7 separate regions of the Mus musculus genome follow, and all the other regions are linked to region 1. The links are chromatin contacts, called in public Hi-C and promoter capture Hi-C maps. All regions are on one chromosome and are shown on one strand. The core of a region is the stretch at or near the end of the contact, and the rest is flanking DNA. Distances in the headings are between cores, read along the strand shown.

What was found. Promoter capture Hi-C pulls out the DNA fragments that hold promoters and counts their contacts. Hi-C and Micro-C count contacts between places; a contact is called where the count stands out from the background.
Region 2: a contact with region 1 is called in a promoter capture Hi-C map of pre-B cells, with 10 times the contacts expected there. The contact joins the promoter of Wdfy2 here to the promoter of Kpna3 in region 1. A contact is called at or near these places in 9 of 39 promoter capture datasets (the C10 cell line, cranial neural crest, embryonic stem cells and 5 more), 4 of 484 Hi-C or Micro-C datasets (CD4 T cells, CD8 T cells, muscle stem cells and 1 more), 4 of 115 datasets of contacts at active chromatin or transcription factors (astrocytes and embryonic stem cells) and 1 of 9 other capture datasets (liver).
Region 3: a promoter capture Hi-C map of hippocampal neurons shows a contact between it and region 1, with 4 times the contacts expected there. The contact joins the promoter of 2700070H01Rik here to the promoter of Kpna3 in region 1. A contact is called at or near these places in 2 of 39 promoter capture datasets (hippocampal neurons and pre-B cells).
Region 4: a contact with region 1 is called in a promoter capture Hi-C map of neutrophils, with 7 times the contacts expected there. The contact joins the promoter of Fdft1 here to the promoter of Kpna3 in region 1. A contact is called at or near these places in 4 of 39 promoter capture datasets (liver, neutrophils and pre-B cells) and 1 of 484 Hi-C or Micro-C datasets (CD4 T cells).
Region 5: a promoter capture Hi-C map of pre-B cells shows a contact between it and region 1, with 9 times the contacts expected there. The contact joins the promoter of 4931440J10Rik here to the promoter of Kpna3 in region 1. A contact is called at or near these places in 7 of 39 promoter capture datasets (the C10 cell line, embryonic stem cells, hematopoietic stem and progenitor cells and 3 more), 2 of 484 Hi-C or Micro-C datasets (CD4 T cells and embryonic stem cells) and 3 of 115 datasets of contacts at active chromatin or transcription factors (astrocytes, embryonic forebrain and large pre-B cells).
Region 6: a Hi-C map of pre-B cells shows a contact between it and region 1, with 5 times the contacts expected there. The contact joins the promoter of Setdb2 here to the promoter of Kpna3 in region 1. A contact is called at or near these places in 1 of 39 promoter capture datasets (pre-B cells) and 1 of 484 Hi-C or Micro-C datasets (pre-B cells).
Region 7: a Hi-C map of muscle stem cells shows a contact between it and region 1, with 2.7 times the contacts expected there. The contact joins the promoter of Ctsb here to the promoter of Kpna3 in region 1. A contact is called at or near these places in 1 of 39 promoter capture datasets (hippocampal neurons), 1 of 484 Hi-C or Micro-C datasets (muscle stem cells) and 1 of 115 datasets of contacts at active chromatin or transcription factors (bone marrow-derived dendritic cells).

The regions. Positions count from the first base shown.
Region 1 is chr14:61,437,423-61,441,353 of GRCm38.p6, forward strand. It overlaps Kpna3 (karyopherin (importin) alpha 3), which reads right to left and starts at 2,525. Exons shown (of 17, transcript NM_008466.5): 1 at 2,301-2,525. The coding sequence starts at 2,369.
Region 2 is chr14:62,835,958-62,840,119 of GRCm38.p6, forward strand. Wdfy2 (WD repeat and FYVE domain containing 2) reads left to right here and starts at 1,733. Exons shown (of 12, transcript NM_175546.4): 1 at 1,733-2,100. The coding sequence starts at 1,964. It overlaps Gm26536 (predicted gene, 26536), which reads right to left and starts at 2,574. Exons shown (of 2, transcript NR_168886.1): 1 at 2,168-2,574; 2 at 944-2,063. Mir8098 (microRNA 8098) reads left to right here and starts at 1,764; the gene lies at 1,764-1,900.
Region 3 is chr14:63,052,657-63,056,446 of GRCm38.p6, forward strand. 2700070H01Rik (RIKEN cDNA 2700070H01 gene) reads left to right here and starts at 2,417. Exons shown (of 3, transcript NR_046019.1): 1 at 2,417-2,450; 2 at 3,111-3,296.
Region 4 is chr14:63,176,260-63,180,447 of GRCm38.p6, forward strand. It overlaps Fdft1 (farnesyl diphosphate farnesyl transferase 1), which reads right to left and starts at 1,628. Exons shown (of 8, transcript NM_001360211.1): 1 at 1,424-1,628. The coding sequence starts at 1,522.
Region 5 is chr14:62,757,673-62,761,841 of GRCm38.p6, forward strand. It overlaps 4931440J10Rik (RIKEN cDNA 4931440J10 gene), which reads left to right and starts at 2,829. Exons shown (of 7, transcript NR_045503.1): 1 at 2,829-2,914. Ints6 (integrator complex subunit 6) reads right to left here and starts at 3,440. Exons shown (of 19, transcript NM_008715.2): 1 at 2,876-3,440; 2 at 2,494-2,571; 3 at 1,529-1,678. The coding sequence starts at 2,986.
Region 6 is chr14:59,438,842-59,442,788 of GRCm38.p6, forward strand. Setdb2 (SET domain, bifurcated 2) reads right to left here and starts at 2,039. Exons shown (of 14, transcript NM_001320720.1): 1 at 1,746-2,039. It overlaps Gm45935 (predicted gene, 45935), which reads right to left and starts at 2,039. Exons shown (of 24, transcript NM_001320725.1): 1 at 1,746-2,039. Cab39l (calcium binding protein 39-like) reads left to right here and starts at 2,122. Exons shown (of 11, transcript NM_026908.4): 1 at 2,122-2,177.
Region 7 is chr14:63,120,514-63,124,518 of GRCm38.p6, forward strand. Ctsb (cathepsin B) reads left to right here and starts at 1,949. Exons shown (of 10, transcript NM_007798.3): 1 at 1,949-2,052.

The DNA of each region.
Region 1 (3,931 bases), core at 1,275-3,774:
CCTGTGACTGTATTTCTGTCCATCTCAAGTTTGATGCATACTTCCTGTAAGATCCACTGCTTCATTCTGTACTCAAAGCCCTCATATGAAGTTACTCTTAACAGAACATCTTAGTGGTCTCTCTCTCTCTCTGCAACCCTCATTCTACTCACAGCCTTCAGGAGAATGCTGCCTTATTTTCCTTGTAGCAGTCACTTGGCAAATGAATGCTCATATGTGACCAGCACATTACAGAAATATGGCAATTCTGTATCAAAGTATTTTTTTCTCTTGTAAAGGACAGTGCCACATTTAACTCATAAGGATTAAATGAGGCATCAAACTCTTGGTATAGCAAACCAATATTTAGTTCTTTGTGTCTGCCACAAAGAATGACCATTTGAATGCCTATTTCATGTCCTAGTTGTACTGACTTGGAAATGAAATGCTGTCAATAAAATCAAACAGAATGGCTTGGCAACTCTACTGTCTTTTTCCTGTATTCACAAGCCACTTGTTACCTTCTACTAAGCAGCAACTATCTGCTGTGGGTCTATTACATGCAGAAGTTCTTATAGGTATCAGTAAACAAACAGGACACAATACTCAAGTGAATCATGACAAAAACTTACACCAACATTCAGGAAGGGAAGAATATACAAGCAATACCGGTATCCACATAAACTATTCAAGTTTTTGCTTACAGTAATAAAAGCCTCAAGAAAAATTACTGGTGGGCCAGGGTGTGGTGGCCCATGCCTGTAATCCCAGCACTTGGGAGATCAAGGCAGGATTTATTCTCTGTGCTTAACCAGCCTGCCATGCAGTAAGGCCCTGTCTCAAAAAGAAAACAAACAAAAGGCAAGAGAGATGAGACTACACACACACACAGAAAAATTACTGGTAAAAAGAGATCAAAACTAAGTCTTATCAAAAAAAAAAAAAAAAAAAAGACTGATGGCTGTTCCATTTGCTAGGTTTCACTTTTGTTTGGAAGTAATTTTCAAAAAGAAACTTACACGTGATCAGGACAGAGATGGAAGGCCTATAGTCTCACTCAAGTGGGAATTCCACAGATATTCCCCCAGGTTTTTTCCAATTCACACTTAACTGTGTAGCCCTGAAAAATGGCCCAGCTTCCTCTGCTTCTTAGCCAAACCAAACCCTGTATTTACTAACTAGCCTCTTACCAAAAACTATTGGACTATACAAATCATATTCCCTACTATTAGAATAGAGAAAAGGGGATGGGCTTAAAACTATTTCCCCCATCAAATCCAGAGGTTGGGTCCCAGTGAAGTTTGTGCTATTACACTTCATTGGTTTTAGTAGGAGCAGTGAGACCTCTAGCGCTACCTCAATAAGCAGAGTTTGCAAATAGTAGCTGCTAATGTCACCTTAATGAGACAATGGCAACATGCTGAGTAGCAGCAAACTGAGTGACCACAATGAATGTTTACAGTTTTGCAACCACTTGGAAAATCTACTAGCTTGGTGGCATGTGGTATATACAAGGACGTAGGAATCTTATGTATCCAATTTATTTCTGCAAAACAGGTGAAAGAAATTATTTTCCTATTATTCACACTTCGACTCCAAGACGAGCTTTAAAAAAACAAAAAACAAAACACAACAAACAAACAAAAAAAAAAACCCAAGATCAGAGGTCTGCACAACCTCCTTCCCAAAGCTTCAACACAATAGATGGTAAACTATTGTCCACCTTTAGCTCGCTCTAAATGCCAGCAGTCACAGGGGTATGAGCTGCAACAGCTCGGGAAGACTGGTCCAAAGGACCGCACTGGAATATAAGAAAATGGTCTTGGCGCATCCTACCCTCCCCCATCCACCACCCTCAAACAAGTCAGTTACCCGGCTGGTCCCCACCCCCCTCTGAGGGCTGCCACCGCCCGCCTGGGCCCGGCTCGCACAAGGTAAGCGCGGGGACCGAGGCTCCATGTGCGGCAGCGCGGGAGGCTGCACCGGCTGCGGACACGAGCGGCGGCGCGGCCCGGCCCCGGCGGTGCGGGTGGCACGCGGGCCGGCAGCATCCCGGTCCGTCCTCCCGCGCGGCCCGCGGACCCCGCCTCGGCTCCACATCCCTTCCCCTCCGACGCCAGGCCGCGCCCGCGCAGCGGGGCCGAGCGCTCAGTGGTCCCAGGTGCCGCGCTAGTCGCTCAGAGGGCGGCTGCTGCCCGGGCCGCGGCGCCCCGAGGCGGCGGCCAACTCCGACTGACCGCCAGCCGGCGAGAGCCAGCGGCCGCGGCCCCCGCCCCTCCCCTCCCAGCCGCCCGGCCCGGCCGGCCCCGGAGCACACTCGCCTCCACATCGCGGCCCTTGTTCTTGAAGCTCTTGATGCGGTGGTTCTCCAAGCCGGGGTTCTCGGCCATGGCTGCGCGCGGCTCCGGAGGCGTCTGCTCCTGCGGCGGCGGCGGCGAGTCGAGCGGGAGGGGACGAAGGGGGAGGAGCGCGCGCTCCGTGACGCCTGGAGCGCGAGGTGGCCGCGGCGCGGGGGCGGCGCTGAGGAGAGGCGCGCGCCGGAGAAGGCCAGGGCGCTGGCCTGCCGGCTGTCGCGGTGACCCTGCCCTCACCCCTTCGTAGGGCCTCCCCACAGCCGCTAGTCATGTGCTAGAAATGGAGCCCGACCTAGTCGCTTTTACCGCCACCGCTGAAGCGGGGCGGAGGGCGGAAACTACAGTTCCCAGCATGCCAGGCGCGGGTCTGAGCCACGCCGTGAGAGGACGAGAAGCATGCCGGGAGGGCTGTGCGCGCGCTTTCGGCTCGGCGCTCTCTGAGCGCGGGCTCGAAGCCCCACCTCTGGGCGGGGTGGTGGGCGGGGAAACTCTGGAGATGGCACCTTGCGGCCTATCGGGAGAGAGAGGCGGAGCTTCGGGGGCGCACCTTGCTCCCTACAGCTTGGAAAATTAGAAAAAGAACGGCCACGCGTGCTTTGCGCTTTTGGCTTCTTTAGGGTCTCCTCAAATAGCAGCCACCCTCAAACCCTGTTCTTTTGCTCTGCTTCGGTTTTATAAATAGCACGCTTGTTTCCACTCCACAAATACATGTGAGTGTGATGTGTGTGTTTATGCTTGCTTCTTGCACCTCTATTAAACTCAATGAGAACAGAGACATTGTTGGTCTCAAAAATCTGTCAGATCAAAACAGTAACTAGTAAATTCTCATTAAAAAAGAAAATGTGTTCTAGTATCCCCTGATTTCTCCAAGCATCCTTGTGCAGCCTTCACTTTGGCAGCCCTACCTTTCTATGACCCCATGCCTTAGTCCACCTTAACACACAATGTAACCTTCAGGCAGTTAATCAGACCCTAGGGCTGCAGACTCCAGACTGCCATCTCCCTTTAGCTTCTCATTGGAACAATAACAGGTTTTGGTTGATTTGGGTTGGTTGGTTGTTTTGTTTTTTGTTTTGCTTTTGTTTTTACAGCAGGTGGACTTTATTTGATTATTATCTGAGACTATTACATTTCAGAATTGTCTTAATTAGGGTTTCTATTGCTGTAAAGAGACACCATGATCATGGCAACTCTTATAAAGGAAAACATTTCATTGGAGCTGGTTTACAGTTCAGAGGTTCAGTCTATTATCATCATGGCAGGAAGCTTGGAGGTATGCAGGCAGACAGTGCTAGAGAAGGAGCTGCGAGTTCTACATCTTGGTCCGCAGGCAGCAGAAAGGGACTGTGCCCCAGGAGGGACCTAGCTTGAGCATAGGAGACCCAATGCCCACCCCATAGTGTCATATTTCCTCCTAATACTGCCACTCCCTATGGGCCAAGCAATCAAACACATGAGGCTAGGAGGCCATTCCTATTCAAACCACCACAAGAATCTTCTGCCAATATAAGCTTATGTGAAGTGTTATGCTACATACGATCAAAATAAGCCAGGTCAGAGTTTGGTAGAAATATACCATAAAGAACTCAGTTAAGACA
Region 2 (4,162 bases), core at 483-2,982, 1.4 Mb after region 1:
GATAGCTACAGTGTACTTACATATAATAAGTAAATAAATCTTTAAAAGAAAAAGACGTTTATTTAAAAAAAAATAGCCTTGGTAGTAGGTTATAAAAGATGGTTTAGCAACTAAGATTACTTGTTAGAGGACCTGGGTTTAAATCCAAGCACCCATATTGTAGCTCACAATAGGTTGTAAATACAGTTTCAGGGGGTCCACTTCTTCTGACCTTGCTGGGCTCCCGCACACATGCGGTACACATATTGGCACTCAGGCACACACACACACACACACACACACACACACACACACACACACAAACACAAACACACTATAAAATAAAGAAAAAATAGTTCTCTTGGGCCTGTAGAGATGACTTAGCAGTTAAGAGAACTGGACACTCTTCCAGAACTACATTTGACTCACAGCACCCACTTAGAGCTCACAACTTTCCATAACTCCAGTTCCAGGGATCCAGGCACACACCTGGCGAACAGACATACATGAACGGAAGACAGCCTTCTGACTGCTTTATTCCTTTCTCTCTCAATTCTGTACAAACACTAGTCTGATTATTTCACGTAAGTGGAATCATAAAATAAACGGTCCTCTATGATTAGTTCCTTTCATTTAGCATTTTGCTTTCAAGGTTCGCCTTGCTTTGCTATGCTAATGGAAATCACAGATATCTAGTACCCCACCGTTTCTTTTGGACCTGACAGTAGCAATGTTTATCCTTTGAAGCAATACTACATTCCCCCCCCCCCAAAAGAGACTGTTTTACATCCCCACCTGAATTGTAAAGGAGTTCCAATTTCCCCATAGCCCAGTCAACATTTTATTCTCCTTATTACAGTCATTCTATATTATATTGTGATTGTATTTATTAACTGTCCGTTGTCACTGGAAAAGCAAAAATGTTCAATTGCTAGGGATTGGAAACAAGACTGGACAAAAAGACTTAGGTTCAAGTGTGAGTCCTTTATTCATAATACAAAGAGAAGATTGATACCATGATCTCTAAACTCCCTCAAAGAAGCTTGTATGAGAGTCTCTTCTTCCTCTACCCTCATATCTCACTAAAACCGGTGGCAGTGTGACCCCGAGAGAAGTCTTGCTCAGCAGGGCTTGCTCTTTAGTTCTCCCTCTTAGATACTACACTATTTCTGCCTCTGACTTGGGCAATAACCCACAGAAGGCGCAGAGTTTCGTTTGCCCACATCTCTCCTGGGCTGAGAAGTGGGCGTTACTGCTTTCTAGAACAAGGACGTCGAGGATGGAGGAAACTACAACCCCCAAGAGTCCACGCGGTGCTGGCAAGAGCCGTTTCTCTACGGCCGACAGCACAGCGCCCTCTCCGGTGTGTTATTGTTAAAACTTAGCGGTGAGTCATCTGCGCGCATGCACACTCACGTCCCAACTAGTTTAGCCTCTATCCTTCCTGCAGGCGCTTTTCCGGTGCGGCTGACGTAGGCTTTTCCCCGCCCCCAGAGTCTGGAGAGGGTGGGGCTCTGGGCACGCGCATTCACAGATTTTTTTTTTTATGAGGGAGGGGACAAAGCTTTGGGTGTGGAAGGGAAAGTAAAGGACTGCGGGGCGCATGCGTCCTGACAGCACTGCGGGCCTCGGTTACTTACGGGCGGCGGGGCGGAAGTGGCTCCTGGACTGACGCACGCGCATTGGCTGCTAGTGCCCATCCTCCGGAAGTGGGTTGGCCGCCTTGCGACAGGGCCCCGCCCCGCCCCGCCCCCTGCTCCCCGCCCCCTACTCTCTTAGGTGGCGCCGGCTTGCGGCTAGTGTGGCGGCGGTGTTGGTTTTGGAAGCCAGAGCGGGCACATTCCCTGGACAGGCGGCAGGGCTATGGTCGCTGGCTCCCAAAGGCCCGCTCCGCTTCGCAGCCCGATCCTGAGCGCAAGCCTGAGCGTTCTCTTCAGCCAAGTCCCCCGGCGCGTTCGGCTGCTCCCCGGGCGCGCCCCCTCCGATGGCGGCGGAGATCCAGCCCCAGCCACTGACCCGCAAGCCGATCCTGCTGCAGCGGGTCGAGGGGTCGCAGGAGGTGGTCAACATGGCGGTGATTGTACCTAAAGAAGAGGGTGTCATCAGCGTCTCGGAGGACAGGTACTGACTGCTTGTCCCCGTGCCGCGCGGAGGTCCGGCCCTGGCTTGGTGGGAGGGTAGACCGCACCTACTGGTTCAGTTCCCAGCGCGGTGGCCTTGGCCTCAGCAACTGGTCCCTGGCGGAGTCCGAGTGGCCCTTGGGTTAACAGTGCAGGAGACACCAGACCTGGTCCAGTTTTGGGGATGGGAAGGGCAGAGGGAGAAGCCGCCCAGCTTTGCAGGTGTTTTAGCTTAAAGGACCCTCCATGCACCGGGATGATTTGGAGGCGCTGCTAGTTGGTCCATTGTTTGGTTACCCAAACGAGAAAGGGAACGTATTTTCTTTCTTCTATACGGTTCACCGAATCTGTGTATCTCCAGGACATCTTTCACCGAACCCAAGGACTTATTAAATTGTGAAGAGAGTAACTTTGGGCTTCTGCGTGTGGCGCCTTCCTTTCCTAAAAGTTTATGTCTTGGAGCTCAAGGGGAAGTGACTGGAAGTTGCAAGGGATCACTTTTGCAGACAACTGCTTGAGTTCCTTCCCTTTGCCTACTTCCTTTCCAAGATTGCTTAATTAGCAGAAGTAGCTCTGGTTCTGCCTTCAGGATTCCCCTTTTGCGCTGTGTTTTTGATTTCCAGAGGAATGCCGCTTGAATATAGGGGATAGGGTAAGATATCTGAAATTACTATTTGGGTAATATCTACAAGCATTTTAAAATCAGTTGTAGCGTGGCAGAGGTATGTAACTGTCTGGGTTCTTAGCTTCAGACAGGCAGTTAGGTTTTCTTATTATAAGTTAGTATCATGCCGAGGTAGAGTTATTCTGTGACTCTTAAAATTGCAAAGATAAAGCAAAAAGTGCTCACTTAAAAAAAAATCGTTTCAGCACCTAATGTAAATTCAAACATTTTTTACTTGATTTGTTTCTTAGGTTCTTGAATATAAAGGAAGAGTGTATTGCATGTGTATATTGCATATCGACCTCTGCATCATTCTTGATATGCATGGCGCCTACTTCATTTCCTATGCAGATCTGTGGGGAAACATTGCGAACATATGCTAATGGCAGTCAGTCCAGGAAGAACTGAAGAAACTGAGTGACGTGGATGTGGGAGCCGTTAGAGATTCATAAAGAAGTCTTATGACAGTGTTTAATTTTTTCCTTTGGTGCAACATGCTTAGACTGCATTAGACTGTTTCTGGGCTTAAAATTTGTCATCAAAGGATTATCTTTCTGGAATATTTTCTATAAAATATATTGAAGGAATATGTTGATAACTTCCCCTTTCCATTACTAGAGATGAGATTGATTCCCGATTTGTAAGCAATTCTTTAGTTCATTAAACTCAATCGGAGGAGGAGGAGAAAGGTTGTCCAGACCTCAGCTCCATGCTATTAGTTTAGAAACGTCTGATTCCCATTTCAATGTATTTTCCTTGAAGGAAACAACTTTAGTGGAGGTAATGTTCCATGTCTAGAGAAGCTAAAGTATATGTGCAGAAAAGTGAAGAGCACGTCTCGGTTCATCGTCGCACAAAGGAAGTGCAGTGCCTAATGATCTCTCACTTCCCTGGTTTGCAGTGTACATAACAGAATTTGTCTTACTGTGGAGTTACCGGGAATCGGGCCCCTGCAGTAATGCTGGGTCCTTGTCTCTGTAAATTTTGTTACTCAGGTTGACAAGTCTCTGCTTCTTCGGGTCAATCAACCATGAATGTAGCTGTTTTAAGGCAGTTTTAGATATGGCTTGCCCTAAAAGAAAGAATTGATCTGTGTTCTTACTTTTCAAAGGCAATGTTAGTGCCGCTTGATATAATGCTAAAGATAGGAAGATGGAGTATTGATTTTCATCAACACTTGCAAAACCATTACCATTAGCTGCTTTGCCAGTTCGTTACTGAACCATGAGGGTCAGCTACAAATAGTGCGCTGTAGCATTTTACTTAGGAAATCCTAGTTCCCTTTCTCCGTTCAGACTCATTGGAGCCTTTATCTGCACCTTTGAGAAAGCTTAATATTTTTGTTTTAAGCAGTGATATACCTATGTTATGTCTGTTTTGTCTTCTGTGAGGCCTCTAG
Region 3 (3,790 bases), core at 1,167-3,666, 1.6 Mb after region 1:
TATTCATTCATTCAATGGACATATAAGTCGAATCCATTTCTTTGTTAATGTTTTTGGAATTATTTATTTATATGAGTACCCTGATGCTGTCTTCAGACACACCAGAAGAGGGTGTCAGACCCATTACAGATGGTTGTGAGCCACCATGTGGTTGCTGGGAATTGAACTCAGGACCTCTGAAAGAACAGTCAGTGTTCTTAACCACTGAGCCATCTCTTCAGTCCCCCAAATTCATTTCTTAATGACTCACACAATATTTCTAATCTTCGAAACACCCAGCTAGATCATCAGATATTCCTCATTCAGAGTTGGGTCACATAACCACCATCCAAAAGACAGTGAGGCGAATCAAAATGTCCCCATGTTCGACTCACCTGCACAGATAAACAAACAAACAAACAAACAAACCTCTTCTCAACAGTAAACAACAAAAGACAACACATAGAACAAGGGTAACAAGGAACAGGCCAACACCTGTGAAGATGGCTTTAAACTTTGAAGAAGGAATCAATAAAAGATGTTCAAGGATGCAAAGATAAAGACATCTAATACAGCATCCTGGTCACCTCCTTCCTGTCAACTTTAAATATGAGTGTAATCCCACAAAATCTTTGAATCACGCAGACTGAACCTCAAGCTCCTTAATAAAGTTTTTAAATAAGATTGTCATCAGAAATTCAGAAGATGAGGAGTCCGCCTAAGTCTCCTCCTAGATATCCAAGCCTTAACCAAGGAAGCCGATAACAGGACGTGACCAGCTGCATTGACAAGCAGCAGAGGAAAGACAAGGACCTTTCAATTAATAGGACCAACAACAAGTCATTCGGTCAGTAGGGACAACAATACATTGTTCATTAATTAGGGATGCCGCTCTGAAATAATAAGGCTGGTGGCTCATGCAGACCTTATCCCAGAATAAACTCAAAATGAATCAGAGATAGGAAATTATAAAGAGGGAGCCATAGGATTGCTTTATCATCATTTTACCTGAAATAGAGCACAAATGGCATTTTAGGAACTAGTAGGCTACATCAAGTGAATCGTTCTTCCCATGGAAAAGGCAAGAGGGAAAATAACCAGAAACACAACAAATAATAAATTCTTAGAAGCTGGTTAAAAGTTTCAAGTAAAATCTTTCAAATGTTAATTTTAGAAAGTCCTTGAGATTACTTCTATGAAGATATGATGTGTGTGTGTGTGTGCATTTGCATGTGTGTATGTTCGAGTGAAATGTGGGTGGTGTGTGCATGCATGTGCGTGTGTCTGTGTGTGTGTTGTGCATGTGCATGCTACAACCCATGTGTGGAGGTCAGGAGACAGCTTTGTCGAGTTGGTTTCTTTTTTTCCCTTCCCTTCTCTCTTTGTACATAGGTTCTAGGAGTGGCGCAGAGATGACCCTGAGCTGTCTCACTAGCCCAATATTGGAGTGCTTTTAAATGGAACACACCCAAGCTAAAAAAAAACCTTCTGCTACTCACAACGCAGCATTGTAGGCAACCTCCCAGACAAAACAATGGGGAAGAGAAGCTGGGCGCAACAGTAACCCCACGGACTGCCACTCACTTGAATTTTAAGAACATGGCACTGTGTCCAAAGCAGGGAAGGGGCTGTTTCTGGTGGGTGAGTGAGGAGGAAGAGGATGAAGAAAGTGTTGAGAACACTCTGGGAACCTGTATATGAACCCAAACATTTTAAGAGCCCCTCAATCCACTTGCACACAGAAGACCTGTCATCCACAATATTTCTTAATGAGTTCTTGGGCCTCATAGACACATTGGGAGCTTTTAATCAGTGAGTGGAGCTAGGAAGTGGGTCACATCATCCCAGAAAAAAAAAAAAAAAAAGTAACTAACAAGCTTTCCTGGGTAGCCTCTGAAAACCCCAAAGAGCTGGAAAGGCCTCCTAGGATAACAACAAATGCTGGAAGTGTTTCAGAATAGCAGCACAGATGTCCGGGGGAGCATAATTGTTCCTTCTGCGTGTGGTAGGCTAGTTCAGGGTCCAGTCAGAGCTCACCAGACCCCTGAGAGAACCAGGAAAGAGGCTAGCCCAGCCTTTCAGTTGAGCTCCCATTTTCTCTTCCAGACCTCAAGCATGGGCTGCCTGGCCACTCCCTGCCCTCTGAGTCTCTTCTCATCATTCTCAGAATGAGGCACTGTCCAGACAAGACCCAGGCTGTCCACCCTGTGGCGCCAGCAAGCGGAGAGCAGACAGCAGGGCCCCTGCCTCCACCACCTCCCTTCCCCTGGCACCAAAACAAATGACCTCATCTGAGGAACCAGCTCCTATCAGCCACCAGCCTCCCTCCAGGCCAGCAGAGGGATCAACGGGAGGGGAGGAGGCTGGCCCTGGGCTCTGCCTACTTTGGCACAGACCTGGTTCTGCGGAGCATCAGCTGCCGCCTTTAAATCAGGGAGGCTTCGGCTTTGTTCTTGGGTCCTGGATACTGGGTGAGCCCTACTCCTGCATGTAGCCCCCCCCCCCCCCCCGACGTCTCCCTCTGTGCTATCCTTGGGTACACATAACTACAAAGGACAGCCACCACACAAATAGCCAACGAAGGACTGAGGAGGCTCTGTGTATGCATGTGTGCATGCATGCATGCTTGCATGCGTGTGTGCTTGTGAACAGCCTCAGGTATTCATTCTTGGTTTTAGACACTACTCAGTGGCCTGGAACTCAGCAAGAAGGCTACACTGGCTGGCCACCAAGCCCAGGGATCCACTGCCTCTGCCTTCCAGGGGCTAGGGTTGCACACATATACACCACCTGACTTTTTGTGGTTATCATGGTTTTGGTTTGTATTGATTGATTGATTGGTTGGTTGATTGCACGGATGATTCTGGAGAGTCCACAGTGCCTTTACTCTGTGCAAGAGAGTCATTTCACCCAGTCCAGAAATGGAAGTCTAGGATTCTAACTGTGCCAGGGCCCCATCACCCCCTGTTCTGCCCTGGCACTGCAGTGGTGTGGTAGAGGCCTCCTATAGGTGATGGGGTGGCAGCCATGTCCCACCAGATGATGTGACTGACATGGTGGCTTTGATATCAGTATCTTTTTCCAATCTGGTTCAGCATTTAATGATGGTGCTCATGATGTTGTCTACCCAGGGGCAGACTCTCGAGACTTCCACAACATGTGACCTTCAGCAAAGTCTTAGAACACTTCTAGACCTCAGCAAGTAACCTACGAGAGGCGGTTATGACTGGTCCTGTCTTCAAGCTAGGCTGCAAGAGTCAAGTGGCAACTGAATCAGTGCATCATGCCCAGCATGGAGGAAGCCATCAGTCATCCTGGTCAGTTATCAAGATCCACAGGGTGGTGGCCTCGGAAAGTGTGCGGCTCCATCTGACTTCTCTATCCCAGTCAGTCTGACTGCACCTCCTGTTGAGTGTGTGAATAGGGGCCCAGTGACCTTCCCAAAGGTGGCTGGCATCCCTGTATGCTGGATCGCAGGACCCATTTTGGTCTTTCTGTCCTTGCCCAGGCTAGTATACACAGTGATTATGTATGCATTGCAAGCACCTTATTATTAGAAGAGAGCAGGGGTGTGGCTAAATCGGTAGAGTGCTTGCCTAGCACACAGGAAACCCTGGGTTCCATTCTCAGCACTGCATAAACGGTGCTGCTCAGTGCTGTAATCCCAGCACTCAGGAGATGGAGGCAGGGGAATCAAGTAAGTTCAGGCTAGCCTGGGATAGCTGAGACTAAAAAGAGGGGGGGCGGGGTGGAGGAGAAAGTGGAAAAAGAAGAGAGAAGGAGGAGAGAAAGGACTAGAGAAAGTAATCGT
Region 4 (4,188 bases), core at 378-2,877, 1.7 Mb after region 1:
TTGCACTTGCCTAGCAAGCGCTCTACCACTGAGCTAAATCCCCAACCCCCACACATTTCTGACAAGCTACTTTGCTCAAGGCAGTAAAGGCCTGTACATGAAGAAAAGATTATTTTCAAGCCGCTTCTAATTCAGATTTGCCAGGAGGCTGAGATGGGGATCAGAGGCAAGTGGATCTCTGAGTCACAAGGCTGGCCTGATCTACAAAGTGAGTTCCAAGACAGCCAGGGCTTACACAGTGAGACCCTGTCTTGAAAAAATAAAATTCAGAACCGAGTTAAGAGAACCCTGAAGTTGTTGCGAGACTGAAATAAAGAATCTTGCATCTGAAAGTGGCTCTGGGATCACGGGTCTAAGTTAAAGGGTGCTAGAGAAGGCAGGTAAGGAGACCTTGCAGGTCAGAATGAACTACCTGTCACTGGAGCTGTCAGGAGCTCAAGTTGGATTATAAAGCAGATTCTTGCTCTTGCTCTGATTACTTATCCGTGCAAGAATCTGGCAACTGTACCTTCTTCTCCCCTGAAACCTACTCTTGGCGTTCATTTCCTTGTGGACCCTGTCTATGCCCTTAATTACACTGCTATCCATGTTTTACCCCACAGAGTGCCCATCACTGACAGGTGTCCAGGGTCTGCTGAATGGCTGAGAGCACTTGTTAGAGCTAAATCTTAAAAAAGGGAGGATTCTGAATGAGAAAAGCAAGGGCACCAATTAAGAATACCTTTAAATAAAATACAGTGCCTGATGTTTCCAGTGAAGGGGAAACGTTTAAGTTTTTGATGTTAACTGGATGTGTCATCATGCAACAGTTACATACTTTTGTCAGAGTAAGTATTATCATAAAAGCACGCGTTTAAGAAAGGGAACAGACCAATGAAATACGAAAAAAACCAAAAAAACAAACATGTTCTGGCCTCTGGCAGCCAATAACTAGTAGGAACTTGGACACAACAAAAACCGTAGGAAGCACCCAGGAATAAAATAGTGGCTGCAGAAAGGTGAGTAAGCTTATGCGGGAGGTGATGTCTGAAAACTGGAAGGAGTGGGTGGGGCGAAGTAAGTTTCATTCCAGTGAAAATAGGCACGATAACTCCTCCAGGGTTCCTTATGTTCTCAAAATTGTTCTCAACCGTGTTCTCTTTAATCTCAATTCTGGAACGCACCCATTTAGGTAAAAATAACTCCAAGCTTAGAAGAACAAAATACGCAGCCAAACTACCAAGAAAAGCAATGGCTTGAACAGACAGAAACCTTGAAAGGCGGGGGGGGGGGGGGGGGGACATGGCCCTAGTGGGGGTGCGCGACCCAGGCAGGGATCCCGCCTTCCGTGAAGACCAGGGTGTCAGAGACCATCCATCCTCTAGAGACCTCTTGTGCGGGAAGCCGCCACAGGCCTGCGAGGGAGCAGGGATGCTCGACTTACCTGGTCCATCTTGGGTATAAAATTCCGCCGGCCTCCCATGCGGAATCGCAGCAGGTTATAGAACTCCTCCGGGTGGCCTAGACACTTGACGAACTCCATCCTTGCGACTGCTGGGCGCGGGGCTCACCTGTCGGGATCTCCCGCTCCCACCTGTGTTTAGACGCCGGGGAGTGGGCAGGGCGAGGAGGCGGGGCCAGCGCCGGACGTCCCGCCCACCTCCCGCCCTCCTCAACCGGCCGCGCCGCTCGCGCCTCCAGGCTAGGACGCGCGGAGTGGACTGACGGACGTTGATTGGCCAGAGCTGCTCGCACCAGGAAAACGTTAACCAATCGGAAGCCGGAGGAGCCTGGCGCGATGACCACACCCTAGAATTTGATTGGAGAGCTGGAAAGCAGCCAGCGAACACGATTGGTACCCAGCAGAGAGCCTTTGTTCCTGCGTGTCGTAGGCTGGCAGCGAGCGAGGCGCATGCGTGGACGTTCTGGAGTTCCGCGAAAGGCTTGAGAGCTTTGCACGATCCTAGGGACCTCGGCCTCCAGTCTGAGTTCACCTCTTGATATACCTAAGGGGTTGGCTGGCAAAGCCGAGTCAGAGTGAAAGGGTAGCAGGGACTGGAAACGCGCCTCGCGGCTTGAGAACAGATAAAACAGTCTTGCTTTCCTCCGAGGAGTTTACAGGGGCTCGAGTTTACCGGGGCTTTGCTGAGCCCCGGGAAACTCCAAGCGGGACAGCGCACAGTATTTCTCAGACTTCTCCACCCGTCTTTTGTGAGACGACATGGCGATGATTCTTGGATCCCATTTTCAAAGCTGCAAAAACAAAGGGAACTGAGCTCTTAATACCTCTCGATGTTCTAGTTGACGTGAACCAGGACTTATGTAGTGCTTGCAAAATCTGCCCGAGATTGGGCCTCCCAGGGATGTGATGGGAACAAATACCTCCTGCTCTCCCCAGTTAAGGATTGCAAGGAGCGAGGAAGGGCTCCCTCCCAGTTCTATTGGTAGTTGATGGTTGCTGGTGGAATGACTTAAAAAGTTACTAGCATAAATGATACATAAGTTTTATTATGAAGTCTTCATACACTTATATAATGTATTTTTATTACATTCCCCTTTACAGTCATAATTCTTACTGTTCCAATTAGCCTTCATTTCTACTTACACCTTTTTATTATATTTTGATGTGAGCATAAGTGTTATCACACACATACCATGTGTGGAAGTCATTTCTCTTCTTCCATTTGACTCCTGGAGATAGAACTCAGGTCATCAAGTTCGGTGGTGCCTTTGTATCACCTAAAGATAGACAAAGATTTTAAGTGGTATGTCTGCTAGTAAGTTGCCCATACTTCTGTTAGTAACCCTAATTAAACCTACTGACAGATCAAGAAGAAAAATGACTAGTTTTAAAGACAAGTTCAAGAAGAGTGGGGGCGGGAAGACGAGAGAATAATAGGGGTTGAATATGATCAGAATATATTATATACGTTATAAAATGTCATAATACAGCCCATTGTTATATATGGTGAATATGCTAGTAAAAACATATTAAAATTATTAAAATGTGCCAGTTTGGTCCTCAATGCTTGAGTCCTTCTATAGAAAACTTCTGTGTTGGAGCTTTAGTCTAAAATGGGGAATTTTAGAGATGGGAATTTCATAGGGATTATATATAAACAAGGCCACAAGGGCAGGCCTTAAAATTAATTCCAATGGAATTGGTGTCCTTAACTACAAGAAGAAAATATCAAAAAAGCCCCACCACCACCACCACCACCACACACAGTGAAGTCACAGTGTTCTAGAAGGTGTATTCCAGGGCAGAGACAACTGAATATGTCTTACTCTTAGACTTCCATCTTGAAGATCTGTGAGGAGTGAAGGATTACCTAACCACTCAGTCTTTGATTCTAATTTCCATTCAAAATATCAGTTTATTAGAAACAGCTGGAAAGTCAGACTTGGTCCCATCAGTTCCCATCAGAGTGGTAGCCAGCCCCTCCTTCTCACCCCAGCCTATGATACTCCCAGCTGTCAAAAATGGTAGCTCTTGTCAAAATGACCCATCGCAGCTGTCCTACAGCTTTAGCAAAGCACAGCTGCAGGGGATGGGTCCTCAGCCAAAGCCACCTGTTTGCCAGGAAGGACTTCCCATCCTAACCCATGGGCCTGAGGCAGGGAATTGGGGGGTGATGGTGAAAAAAAAAAAAAAAAGCCACTGATTACTGGGCTTTCCAGAAAAATCTACCAATCTCTGAGTTCCCCAAGCTCAGGACTTGAAATCCCACCAATCTTCAATCTGGATTTCTCTGCCCCACTACCCCGAGATATCCTATCCTGCTGAGATATAAACCCTGCCAATTGTCCAATTCCCTGCTGTCCACTCCTAGGAGCAGAGGACAGTCATCCCTGGATTTCTCTCTCCTCTCCTGGACCCTCCAATAAATCATGGTATTTGCAGCCTGGTGTGCATCATTGAAAGAAGCCAAGAAGCAATCAAGAGAAGGGGAAAAGTGAAGAGGTGGAGCAAAGCTGAGCTGCTCAGCTGAGAGCTACCGTGCCTCTCCTGAGGAAGCTTCCTCTCATGGCTGTGTGGTTTCTGGGCACCTGTGTCTCAAGATATCCTTCCATTGGGATACCTCTCCCCTCTGGTTCCTGGGCTTCCAAGTCCCAGGGTACCTTTCCCTCTGAACAAAACACACCACACACCTCAGTTCATCCAAGAATTAGGATAGCCCGTGGTAGCACTTACCAGCTTCTTTGCCT
Region 5 (4,169 bases), core at 1,579-4,078, 1.3 Mb after region 1:
ACTATCACTTCTTGAACCCTAGCTGACTCACTCCAGTAACTAAGAGGCAGCATCCTTGCTGCCTGGCAATGAGAGCATCACAATCTCCAGGGCTTTCTTCCTTCTGGTCAAAGTGATACAGCACAGGTCTCCCTGCAGCCTTAAACTTCCTACAAAAGTATACAAATGCCCTCAAATCTCTCCGTGGCAAACAATCCTCCTAAAGGACTTTATGCCACGTTTTAAAAATATGAGAGGTGGACATATCCAAATGTCCTTCTCTCTTATGAAATGTGACACAGAAAAACAGGAAATTGATAGTTCTATAACACACGACCTGACAAACGAAATAAAGGAACTAAATAGCAAGTTTCAAAGGTGTCTTTGAACTCAGTAACCTTGGATTAAAATGTTAAATGATAAAGACAGTAGCATTATAGCCAACAAAGGAAAAAAACTGCTTTTACAAAAACTGACCAACAAGTGGCAAAGAGTTATAAAGTAACAACAACAAAAATGTACGTTAAAATGATTACCTATTTAAATGATGGAAATGATTTCCAGAGAAATCTGATTTGTAATGCATACTTTAAATGCTGTAAGACCAAAATCAATCATTTCTAAAGATGTTTAAGAATTATCCCCAAGTGAGGCATATAGCTTGAAGTCACAGAAAAAAATTCTTTAAAATGTTCAAAATTCACGAGAACTGTGCATTATGGAACTTGGGAAAAGTATATAACATATATTCCTAAATATAGCATTATGGTAATAGTGCTTTGCGTACTGAAGTCCTTGGGTGTAATATTATTCCTTGTGTACACCACTGCATATCCTTTGGCATCTTGCATTTCTAGGAGAGCAATGTCCTAAGTTAGTAACATTGGTCAATGACTGTTGTGACTTAAAGCTCTTGTCCCATCCTCACAGATGAAAAAAGCAACCTTAGGGAGCTTCAGGAAGACAGGCAAATTTTCATGTTTTGCAGAAAACATCTTCCCAAGGGTTTAGAATTTTTAAACTTTAGAACTTCTGAATCTGTCATTGATTTCAAGCTTCGTACTGAATGCAGTCAACCAGTTACTGCACACCACTGAAAACTCTTGCCTGAGTTTACAATCGAGGTTAAGCTAAACCCTTGTCTAAAAATCATTTCTTCCAATATCTTTATAATATAGAAGCAACTACGAAGTCAGCTAATGGCTGTGGCCCATTCAATGGTTGCATATGTGCCTACAGGAAACTCAGACTGATACATTGAGGCAGGACACCTTCCCTTTTATGTCTTTTTTATGAACTCTGAGGGACTGAAACCAAATGTGTGTCAACTTTCTAGCCAAGAATTCAGATTTGAATTCTGAATGCAAATACATTTAAAGGGGCGTGGGGGATATGCGGCCATAATACCTTAGATGTTTTGAACGGTGTGCACTGTTGTTCAACCTCCAATGTTTTATACTTGCATTCCATGTTACATACTTTTGGACTGGATTGTGGTTTTGTACACAAAAATAAAAACAACTCTTTTCTACCTTAGTATTCAACCTACCTGCCCATAGTTGTCTATGCCAGTTACTAATCTATTTAAATTTAACAAATCAAAAGCTGTCCTTAGGGATTGGCCAAGAGTCGTAAGTCCTTCTGCCTGAAGGTTTTTCAGTTCATTCATAAACGTTGCATGGTTTTCTTTCCATCCAGCCTGAAAAGAAAGATGTAAGATTTTTTTTTTTATCATTTGAAGTCATGTACACACATGGACACCGATTACAATGTGATGTCCACCAAGTAGGTATTCCATTTCAGGTTTGCATATTTAACTTCACTTTTGCTTGATATGGCTTGGGGAATGTGTTATAACTGTTGTCTCTGGTGAGGAAACTCTTCCAAAGGTGGCCAAGAATGAACCTGCTTGCCCTACACCTTTTGTTAAGTTAACAACCGTCTTAATACTTTAATAACTTCACTGGGAAATTTGCTAACATAACATCCTCCAAATTGTGTGCAAGGGACGGGTGTTGCGACGGTGCTAGTGGGAGGCAGATGGCAGCAGGACTTCTTAAGTTGACCACAGCTGTCCCACCGATCGGTGGCCTTCCTAGTTCCACTCTGTGATGACCAAGTCTCGAAGCCCCCCTCCAGGCTTCCCTGCCAGCTTTGGCTGATTCCCTTTTAATGCAAACCCGGGCTAGGCAAGGCTGGGCCCCGCTGTCACTCGGGCTAACTTGAATAAATATCCCCCACAGTTCATTGCTGCCGCTCACGCCGCGGAGGGGAAATGTCGGCCATGTTGATCGTAGCGCCTCCGCCGCCAGGCCGAGCAGGACCCGGAGGGGACGGCGGTGGGCCAGAAACTGCCACCTCGCTGACGCTCCCGGGCTGGGGAGGGGTGGGAGGCCGCGGGGAAGGGACCTGGAGGCGGGAGCGGCCGTGGGGGAGGGGAGCATAATGAAGAGGGGGCGGGGAGGGCGAGCTAGGCAGGATCAGGGAAGGGAGGGGGAGGGCGAGGGCTGTTACCTTGATAGCATAGGGCGGCTCTTCGAAAGTGACCAGCATATACCTGTCTCCTCTGCTGGCAGGGTCCCGGGCACGGAGCTGCGGGCCAGGGTGGGGACGGGCGGGAGAGAGGGAAACACAGAGGCGAGGTTACCAGTCGCAGAAGGGTCGCTGGCCGCCCCCACAGTACCGCACACGCAGGGCCGTCCCTCCGCCGCCCCCCGCACCCACAGCAGCCCCACATGGGCCAGGCCCAGCAGAGCCCGCTCCCAGCGCCCGCCCGCCCGCGCGGTGGGGGAGGGGTCCCCGCGCCCGCGGAGCCCGCAGTAAACCCGCTGCCCCCCGCCCTGCCCCCCGCGGGCCACCGGGTCCGGGTCACCACCGGGGCTGGGTTAGTCGGTACCTTCATGAAGGTCTCTACCGCGCCTTTGGCCGTGTCCAGGTAGGTGGTGCCCAGATGGCTGCGCTGGTTCATAGAGGCAGACGTGTCTATCAGGAACAGTAAGATGGGCATAGTGCTGGCCGGGGACACCGGGGCCCGAGGTGGTGAAGAGATGGCAGAGGTGGAAGCACCGGCGGCGGCGGCGGCAACCGCCGATACGCGGGGCGGGGAACGCGGCCCCCGGGAGGAAAACACCAGCTATGGGGAGTTTCTCCCCCGATAGTTGAGAGGAAACTCCCCAGCCCAGGTCCTCCCGGCCGTACCCCCGCCTCCGGCCTGCCTGCCCGCTGGGGCGGCCGCGCGGCCGTCTGTCCGTCCGTCCCCCCCGGCCTGGGGGTCCCGTCCCCACTCCCGGACCCTGTGTGTGTCCCCGCGGGAGACGGGCCCAGTTCCCCACCCCACCCCCAGTGCAGGGAGTGGGGACCAGGGATCTGGCGAAGAGGGGAGTGGGCTGAGGGGAGATTGGCCCTGGGGCTGTTGAGAGAAGTTTGAGAGACTCCCTCCGCACCCCAGCGGTGTCACCACTTTCTCAGCCCCTCTCGCTACTGAAGCGCTTTTCTCTCTCACACTCCGGTTTTAACTCGGGCAGGGGCTACGTAGGCTCCGCCCCTGACACGTACTCGGGTCATGTGATCCACAGGCCCACTGCCCTATTGGCTGGTCCTTACAGCCTCATTAGCATATTCAAACAGCTCAGGGGCGGGGGAAGCCTGCAGGCCGACCGAGAGGACAGTTATTGAGCACGCGCGGAGGCGGGGCAGCGGGTGCACGCTAGAGCCAGCGCGCAAGGGGCGGCGGGCGGCCCGAAGCCCGCAGCCGGGAGGCGGGCTTCGGGAAGGGGCGGGGACAGGCCGCGGAAGCACCGCGGGTTGGGGCGGGGACTGCGTCGGCGCGCGGAGGGCGGGCAGCGGCCCTAGGCGTGTGTGTCAAGGCGGCCGGCCTTTTGGCTGTGCGCGGTGACAGGGTCGGGAGAAGGGAAGTGGAAGCCGCCCCCAACCTGTGGGTGAGGGCCCTGCGTCGCGATTTGAGAACGCAGGGCCAAGAAGGGTGAACGGACGAAGAATACGGGAGCGCGCAGGCCCACGCGGCTGCAGCAGGCCGGGCCTTGGGGCGGCCCGGAGGGGGCGGGGGAGGGGAAGTGAGAGGTTGTTTATGACCTGGTATTAATCCCCGCCGGTCTTTCGGCTCCGGCTCTAGCCGGTCAGAGGATCCACCGAAAAGGAAGCCAGCCCTGGAGTGCCTCACCCAACCCTGC
Region 6 (3,947 bases), core at 789-3,288, 2.0 Mb before region 1:
AGGTTGCATTGTGGATAAGATGTAACAAGCACACTAAACTGCTGGGATTGTGCTTAAGAGAATTAATATTTTAAAATAAATTTGAATATATTGGATCCTTGTAGGGCTAAAGAAAGGTACAATTCTGAAAAATAACCAATTAGGGATCACGGATATAAGAAATGTTCTTCAAATATACGGATTAGGTGAAAATAACACACCAGACTCATGGGAAAAGCCCCTTAGAACCCTAGAAAATCACACCTAGTAATTTATGGGGAAAATAAAGAAATGAGGTGATAATGACCAAGAATTCCTTAAAACAGGAAAGCACTCTGTTGTCCACTGAGTACCAAGTGGAATACAATTTTTCTCTTTTTCCTTTTGAGAAAGGCTCGCCTTGAACTGGTTATGATACTGAGTATAGCCTTAAACTTCTGATCCTTTTGCCTCTACCTCCTAGGCACTGGGATCAATGGCATGTGCCACCACACTGGACTTATGTAGTGCTCAGATTCCAAACCAGGGCTTTGCACAAACAAGGCACGTATTCTGACTGGGCTATGGTTCCAGCCCAGAATATGCTTGACATATACCACTAACTGTGATATGCTTCAGAACACCAAAATGTTCTTAGAAACTTGAAAATCTGTTAGCCAAAAAGAAGTATGTATCACATTGGCAATGAGACTCACCAGAAATGCAAACTGTTAAAAGGGAAACATAAGCTATACACTGTACTTCAGCCAGGCAACCTTTCCACTGTAAAATTAATACTACAGATATCCAAGTGCCACAAAGAGACATTGCCAAGCTGCCTTCCACCTTAGATTCTAGTAACTTCCACCTCAGTACACTCACTCAGCCTGACACCTCAGGAAAGGGCAGGTGGGGACAGGAGGACCAGTAGCTCAAAGCCATCCTGGTCTACTAGGCTGGACTTCCACATAGCAAACAGCAACTAAAGAAAAAGCTCTCACCAGTGTAGCTTGGAAGCTAATTTACAAAAGAAAAAAAATTGCCAAAAAAAGTTAAGGAAATTTAAAGCTTATCTTCCAAAGACAACACTAATATTTCACTGTTAGTGTACTTTTTATTTGTTTGTATGTTTTGTATTTTGAGACAACGTTTCTCTGGGTAACCCTGGCTTTCCGGGAACTCAATCCGGAGAGAACTCAAGAGATCCGCTAGTCTCTGCCTCCCCAGCCACCATCTCCCAGCTTGCCAGGAGAATTTTATTTAAATTTGGTTCTTTGCCAGTCTCAAACTTTCATCTGGCCAAACATACAGGCAACTTCATTTAGATCTAAGTTTCCTTTTTACTTGGAGGAAAAAGAAACTAAAAAAACTAAGATACCACTATCTCGTTGGTTCTTTGATAGGCATGACATAATCGGAGCGTAAGTCAGGGTCAGGCACATTTTTAACGTGTTCGTATGTTAAACAACACAACAATGGCAAAACGCCTTCTGGTGAAGAATAGAAACCTATCCTATCGTATGTGGTAGGGTATTTGGAAGAGCTAATGGTCTGTTTACCAAATCTAAGACTAAACATAAATTAATCCTCCACTTTGGTTTTCTTCACTAACATGCAAAGAACCATGTTACTACATGCCAATCATATGATCTGTCAATCATATCCCTTTCTGCAGTGACTTTATTGATCTTGGACTGTTGAGTAGTGAGTCAGTCCGTCGCTCCGAAGATACCAATCAAGTTCAACTGATAAATAATTTCATTTGTTCATGGCCAGTGTAACCTTACCTGTGGAATGGACCAGTGTCCTGAAGATCTTGTCTGTGCTCCGCTGTCTACAGCCCATGATAGCCAAATTACTCAGAAATCACCAGCCACGAAAGTGAGCGCCGCAAGACGGTGGGGGAAACGCGACTGAGAGCCCCGGCCACCCCCGCTACTGAGACAGCGGGTTGAGGCGGCCTGGCACCCCGCGCGCCTTGCACTGTCCGCACCAGAGTCTGCAGTCCCGAGGCGGCTTCACCTCAGCGGGGGAGACATCAGCCCCAAGGGAGCTCCACACAGTTTCCGCGGCCCCGCGGCGCCGGCCGGAGCGCGCGGCCTCCTGATTGGTCGGCGACTCTCTCGGTTTGTCTCGCGCGGACTGCTACGGCCAATCGGGTTCTCGGCAGCCAAGTGAGGCACTTCGCTGGAGTGGTGGCGCAGCGCTCTCTGCCCGCGGTAGGTGTGTGGCTGCGGCGAGCCTTTTCCGGCTCTGGGAGTGTGTGTGTGGAAGGAGAGTCCTCGGGGTGACAGGAGTGTTGGGAGTGAAGGGGCGACTTAACTAGCAGGGGATTCTTCTCGCCCGCCCGGAGTCTCCTCCCTGTGTTTGGGAGGCAGGCGTGGTGGTGGTGGCGGTGGCGGTGGCCCCGGCTTGGCTTTGCTGGTCATTAGAGTCTGGCGCAGGCTTTGCTTTCCTGTCTTAACCCTGATCCCTTGGTTTCCGAGAGTTGCTCAGCAGTGTTTGTGGCGCGAAGATTCCCACCGCCGACCCCTGTCATGATTAAAGGAGGCTGGCTGTAGGATTCAACACGGGAAAGCCAGTCGTGGAAGGGAGAGGGGGCTGTCTCGACCACTGGCCTCCGGGTCGATAGAGAACTTTTCTTTTTTGTCAATTGCCAGGGGCCAACTGCGGAGCCTTTGCCCTTCTCGAGAGTTCATCCTTTGACATACATGGACAGCAGGTTGTGTGAGAGTAGTTTTATTCATAAGCATGCCGCCAGCATTCATTCAATGACGTTAGAAAAAAAGAGAGAAATAAAATAAAATAAAAAGGAGAAACGGGAAGTAAACTAGTGTTTGTCATGCTCCAAATTCACTTCATGCTAGGTATACATGTAGCTCAGGCAGACCGGATCTTTCTGCCACAGGAGCGCCACACCCTTACCCCAGTTTCAAAGGTGCTGATTTTTTTTTTTTTTTGTAAATTTCTCTTTACATATTTTTAACATTATAAACTTGATTTTAAAAAAAAGTTTGCAAAAAAAAAAAAGAAAGAAAAACACATCAAAATTAACCAAACCCCAAAACAATACAACTCAAATGAATACATCTATGCAATTAAAGTTGACTTTTGGAAACGAAATTGTGAAGCTTCACATTAAATTTAACACATGTCGAATATGTTTTCTGCACCTAGTCAAAACCAACCAAACAAGAAAGCCATGACAGCTTTGTACATTTCTGGGTCTGCGATGCTATGCGGGCTGGCTTTATGGAACAGGGTATTATTTAAGGAGGGTGTTGGAGTTTGGGAAGAGCAAGACACTGTACTTTCCTCTTTCCAGTTTTCTCTTGGGGAAAAAAAAGTAGAAAAGGAAGTAGAAAGCATTCTTTTTTTTTTTATTATTTGAAAGAAGCTGCCAGATCTGAAAATCTAGCCTGTTAGAGACAAATATTTTGTGATTCACTTATAACAGTTTTGATAAACTTAACACCAGTATCTTCACTTTTTATTTTATTTCAAGGTTGAATAACTTAAGTTATTCAAGGTTAATTGGTTTGTTTTTTTGTTTGTTTGTTTGTTTTTTTGTTTTGTGTGTGTGTGTGTGTGTGTGTGTGTGTTCTTTGTGGGTTGGTTTTTTTTTTTTTTTTGGTTTTTCGAGACAGGGTTTCTCAGTGTAGCCCTGGCTGTCCTGGAACTCACTTTGTAGACCAGGCTGGCCTCGAACTCAGAAATCTACCTGCCTCTGCCTCCCGAGTGCTAGGATTAAAGCTGTGCGCAAGGTTAATTGGTGATTCCGCTGAGTTGACAATAAAGGAGGGGGATATTTTGTGACAGAAAGAACCAAACACAAACAGTGCACACACAAAAAATTGACTTTCTTACTTTACTTTTTTTTTTTTTTTTTTTTTTTTGACTTTTCAGGGTTTTTAATAGTCACATGCAGAGGTCTGGTTCATTTCAGCTCCTTCACTGCCAAACCTGGGGGTAGGGACTGCTTCAGCTTC
Region 7 (4,005 bases), core at 699-3,198, 1.7 Mb after region 1:
TTTGCCAGCTGAGCCATCAAACTGATGCTGCGGTCTTGAACTTTGACCTTTCTGCTTCCATCTCATAGTGAGAACCACGATGCCAGGTTTATGGAGGGCTAGGGATGGAACCCAGAACTCTAAGCATACAAGTCAGGATAACTCTACCAGTTGAACTATATTCACAGCCCTGTATGTTGGTCATTTGAGACAGGGTCTCCTGTAGCCCAGGTTGGATTTGAATGTGCTGTGTAGCTCAGATTGACCCTATAGCCCCCAAATTTCCCAAGTGTTAGGACTACGGGTTTATCTCACATGTGACTGCTTATCATTGTTTCGCTTCAGAAGCCTCTCCTTTATTAACACACTGTGATAATGCATGTGTAGCCCTCAGCTCATCTGAGGCGCTATAAAGGAAGGATTTACTACGGTCTATGTGTCCAGGGGGAAGATGATCTATGAAACACTGATGTGCAGGCTGGACTCTGCAGCTGTCTGGACAGGCTGGGGTGAGCAGGCAGTGATATGGGAATATTCTAACATTTTAAAATGAAGCCTTTTTCAGCACCACTGAAGTCAGCCCAAGCCAGGTACTTCTGGGTTCTTGTCTCTCAGTTTTGAGGAAGGAAATTCATGGACCACAGAAGGTGAGTTTTAGGAAGGTGGGAAGGACTGTAGGGAGCTGAAGGGAGAGAAAGAAGGCAAAGGTCTTGAGCAGCCCGTGGGGTCCCTGGAGGGAGTCGGATCCCATCCTGGAGCCCCCCAAAGCCTGGGGGTTAATAGGACTGTAGCCTTTAGTGGGATGGAGGCAGGAAGAAGGTTGAGCTAGCTGGTCAGTCCAGTTTTCATTCCAGGTGTTGAAGTCATTTCAGTTTGGGTCACAGCCTCAGTATGGCTTCCAGGAAAGGTCACTCCTTTGTGGAAAAGACTTGAAGACCCCCTTCCTGGCAGCCAGAGACACTTTTGGCTTAGACACTTAAACATCTCTAGCTCCTGCCAAGGGCCAGGCTCTGGGCATGTCAGAGGACATTTTGGGCTTTTAGCCAAGAAAGGCTGCTCATTTTTGTTTGGACTTTTTACCCTAAAATAAGCAGCCAGTTTCTACCTGTTGTCAGCAGCTGGGACAGCTGGCCTTGGACAGATGGCCATGGACCTGCCTTTCCGCAAGTTTTCTGAGTTCTTCCTGTATTCCACTTAACTGGGGTTCAGTAACTACACTTCCACTCCTGTCCTTAACTGGGAGCCTACCAATAGAACCTTGGAATCCACTAGATCCAAACCTTTCTTATCGTCACAAGCCTGGCTACAAGATACCATGCTGACATGAGGCCATTCCTATATTACAGGATAGACCTAAGGATTGGAGAGATCTGAGGGTGCTCGACCCTGGGGTGGGGGTGGGGGTATGCTATGACCTGTCAGATCAACTAGGTCAGCCAGCTTCTCACTGGCTAGCTTACCACACAAGATGGGGGGAGGTTCATATGGCCTGGCAGGAGTTCTGAATTTCATAACATGCCTTGGACAAAATTCATGGGGTTTTGGTTTCTCTCTTTCTTTTTAAACTAGGGATCGAACCCAGGGCCTTGGGCTTGGTAAGTAAGAGCTCTACTTCTGGGCTACAATCCCAGCCCAGTTCTAGTTTTTGGTTGCTTCCCTTGGTTTGAGTATTTCTACGCCATTATAGTCTGAGCTTCAGAATATAAGGCCAGGAGGCTCCTCCAGACATTTCCAGGTCCCCGAGCCAGCGGGGCCTTCCCGAGGAATGCATGTCACGAAGATGTTGTATCTTCCCAGTGCAGGGTACCTGCAGAGGTCCCTGGAGAGCATCTCTGTGCGAAATGGAAAGAGAGCAGACAAACCACCAGTTTCTTTTGGGTTTAACACAGCTTGCAGAGTCCCGGGATGAAGGGGGAGGGGCCGGCAGGGGCGGGGGCGCGGTCAAGCATCACGTGACGAATCAGCCCCCAGCGGAGGGCGGAGCTGCGCGGGTACTTAGGAGTGCACGGGAGAGGCCAGGAGCGGCTCCGTTTGGCTTGGTGGCTGCAGGCCCAGGCTGTCGCGCTGCGCTCGGTGAGTTTGCCCGGGGCACAGTGGCTCCATGGCGGAAGTCACTTTGGCTGGGGTCGGGGGAGCGGGCTGAGCAGCGGTGGTGGAGACAGGCCCTTCACTTGCCCAGGGCGCAGGCGCGGTTCCTCCGCGGCCCTAGATGCTGCTCGCCCTGGCGGATCGCGGTCTTAGGCTCCCGCAGGCTAGACCGGCAGAGCTCCAGCTTTCACGCTTTAGGGCCGAGCCTGGTGACCCCGCGGTGATCGGCTTCTTTCCAGTGGCCTTGGCGCACTTCAAGGGCGGAGGTGGGGACTTCGGGGAGCTCCGAGGGAGGAGCTTAAAGGGAAGGGTTCAGCTCTGGCCCTTCCAGCTCGCAGATTGCAAGTCTCAGGGGTGCTCAGGGCGAGTATCGACCTGCATCTAGTGCAGGTTTGTGGCTTATTCTAAAGAATCTGCCCCGGGAACTTTTCCACACACAAACCCACGCAGTGCCTGGCACCCTAAAAGACCTGTTCTATTGAGAATGGGAACCTGGTAGTGGGTGGCTGGGGTGGAACCTGCACGAAGAGTTAAACCGAGAAACAGGAAGAGAAGCAGAGCTAAAGGATAGGGGCTCTCCCAGAACCTTTCTCTGGAGGGGAATGGCCAATGTGATGGAGGAAAGGTACTTGCAGGACAGCCTCCTTCAGTCAGGGCCCTGCTAGCCGGGAGAGATAGCATCCTCTCCCAGAGTGCTGGGCGTGCGGACCAAGAGATAGGTAAATTGGACTTGGTCCCCTAGGGCCCAAGAGTAAAGGACTAAAACCCATCCGCACCTTACCTCCACCTAACCAGATCCCCTCACGTGTTTGGGAAGGGAGATAAATTGTGGGATTGAAAGGGAAGTTTAACTCCTTTTAGTGTCTCGGGAAGACTGATCTCCAGGTGCTTCCTGTGAGGGACTGCTGTGGAGGTATGGTCTGCAGTCCCCGGATTCAGAGTAGCATTTGCAAAATGTTGGTGAAGGTGTCATCTTTGTTCGAAGCCGTTCAGGGGACAGTTGTTTCCCATAGGCTCTGGCCATGGTGACCTAAAACTCCAGAGTCCCCAGAGCCATACCAGAGCAAGGCAATCACGGCACTTGGAAGGCTGAGGCAGGAGAATCGCTGTGCATTGGAAACCAGCCTGGGCTATGTAATGGATTCCACAACAGTGGGACTACAGAGGGAAACGGTTTCATTTCTTAATCCCTCCTTCCTTCCTTAAAAAAAAAAAAAACTCATGCTTAAAAGAAGGTGGAGGAAAATGACCTCTGCTCCTTTAAAGCCACGTGACCCAGGCCTACGGGACTGCTAGTGGGGTGGGGCGAGCCGGGCCCACGCCTGTGCTTCACCAGCCCAGGTGCCAGCAGAGATTTCCAGCATTCCCCTTGACGTTGGCCTAAATGTTTTCAGACTAGTCAGGCAGTGGAGGGTTGGCGCTCTTGGCTCCAGGTTGAAACTGTTCCCTGGAGGTGCTGGCTCAGCATTCTAGGCTACGGCCCTTTTATGGTATGGGTAGAAACCTTTAGATATAGGAGTCTCCGGTTGGCCACTGACTTTTGATGTACTGATGTAAGGAAAATATTAGCTATGTGTGAGGTGGAACTCTATGCAGTAGAACTTTTGAAAATCAAAAGGGAAACCAGGAACTTGAGTATGATTGGTGTGAAGGGTTGTGGTGGGGCCTCTAGGTAAGGTGAGGTGTACAAAGGTCTCTATTGCCTTTGCTTAGTTAACATATCCCTGCTCTGGTACTCTGCAGGAGCTGCCTACGGAAGGGTGGGAGAAGGATCAATCTGGAGTCCTTTTGTTGCTTATTTTCCACCCAGCACTGAACATGGTGGAAGTTCTAGGGGTGGAGTTCTGCCTCCCTCGCACTGATATCCAACCCAGAGCCTCGTGCATCCTAATCATGCAGTCTGCCACTCTATCATACCCAGCCAGCTTTAACCAGTCT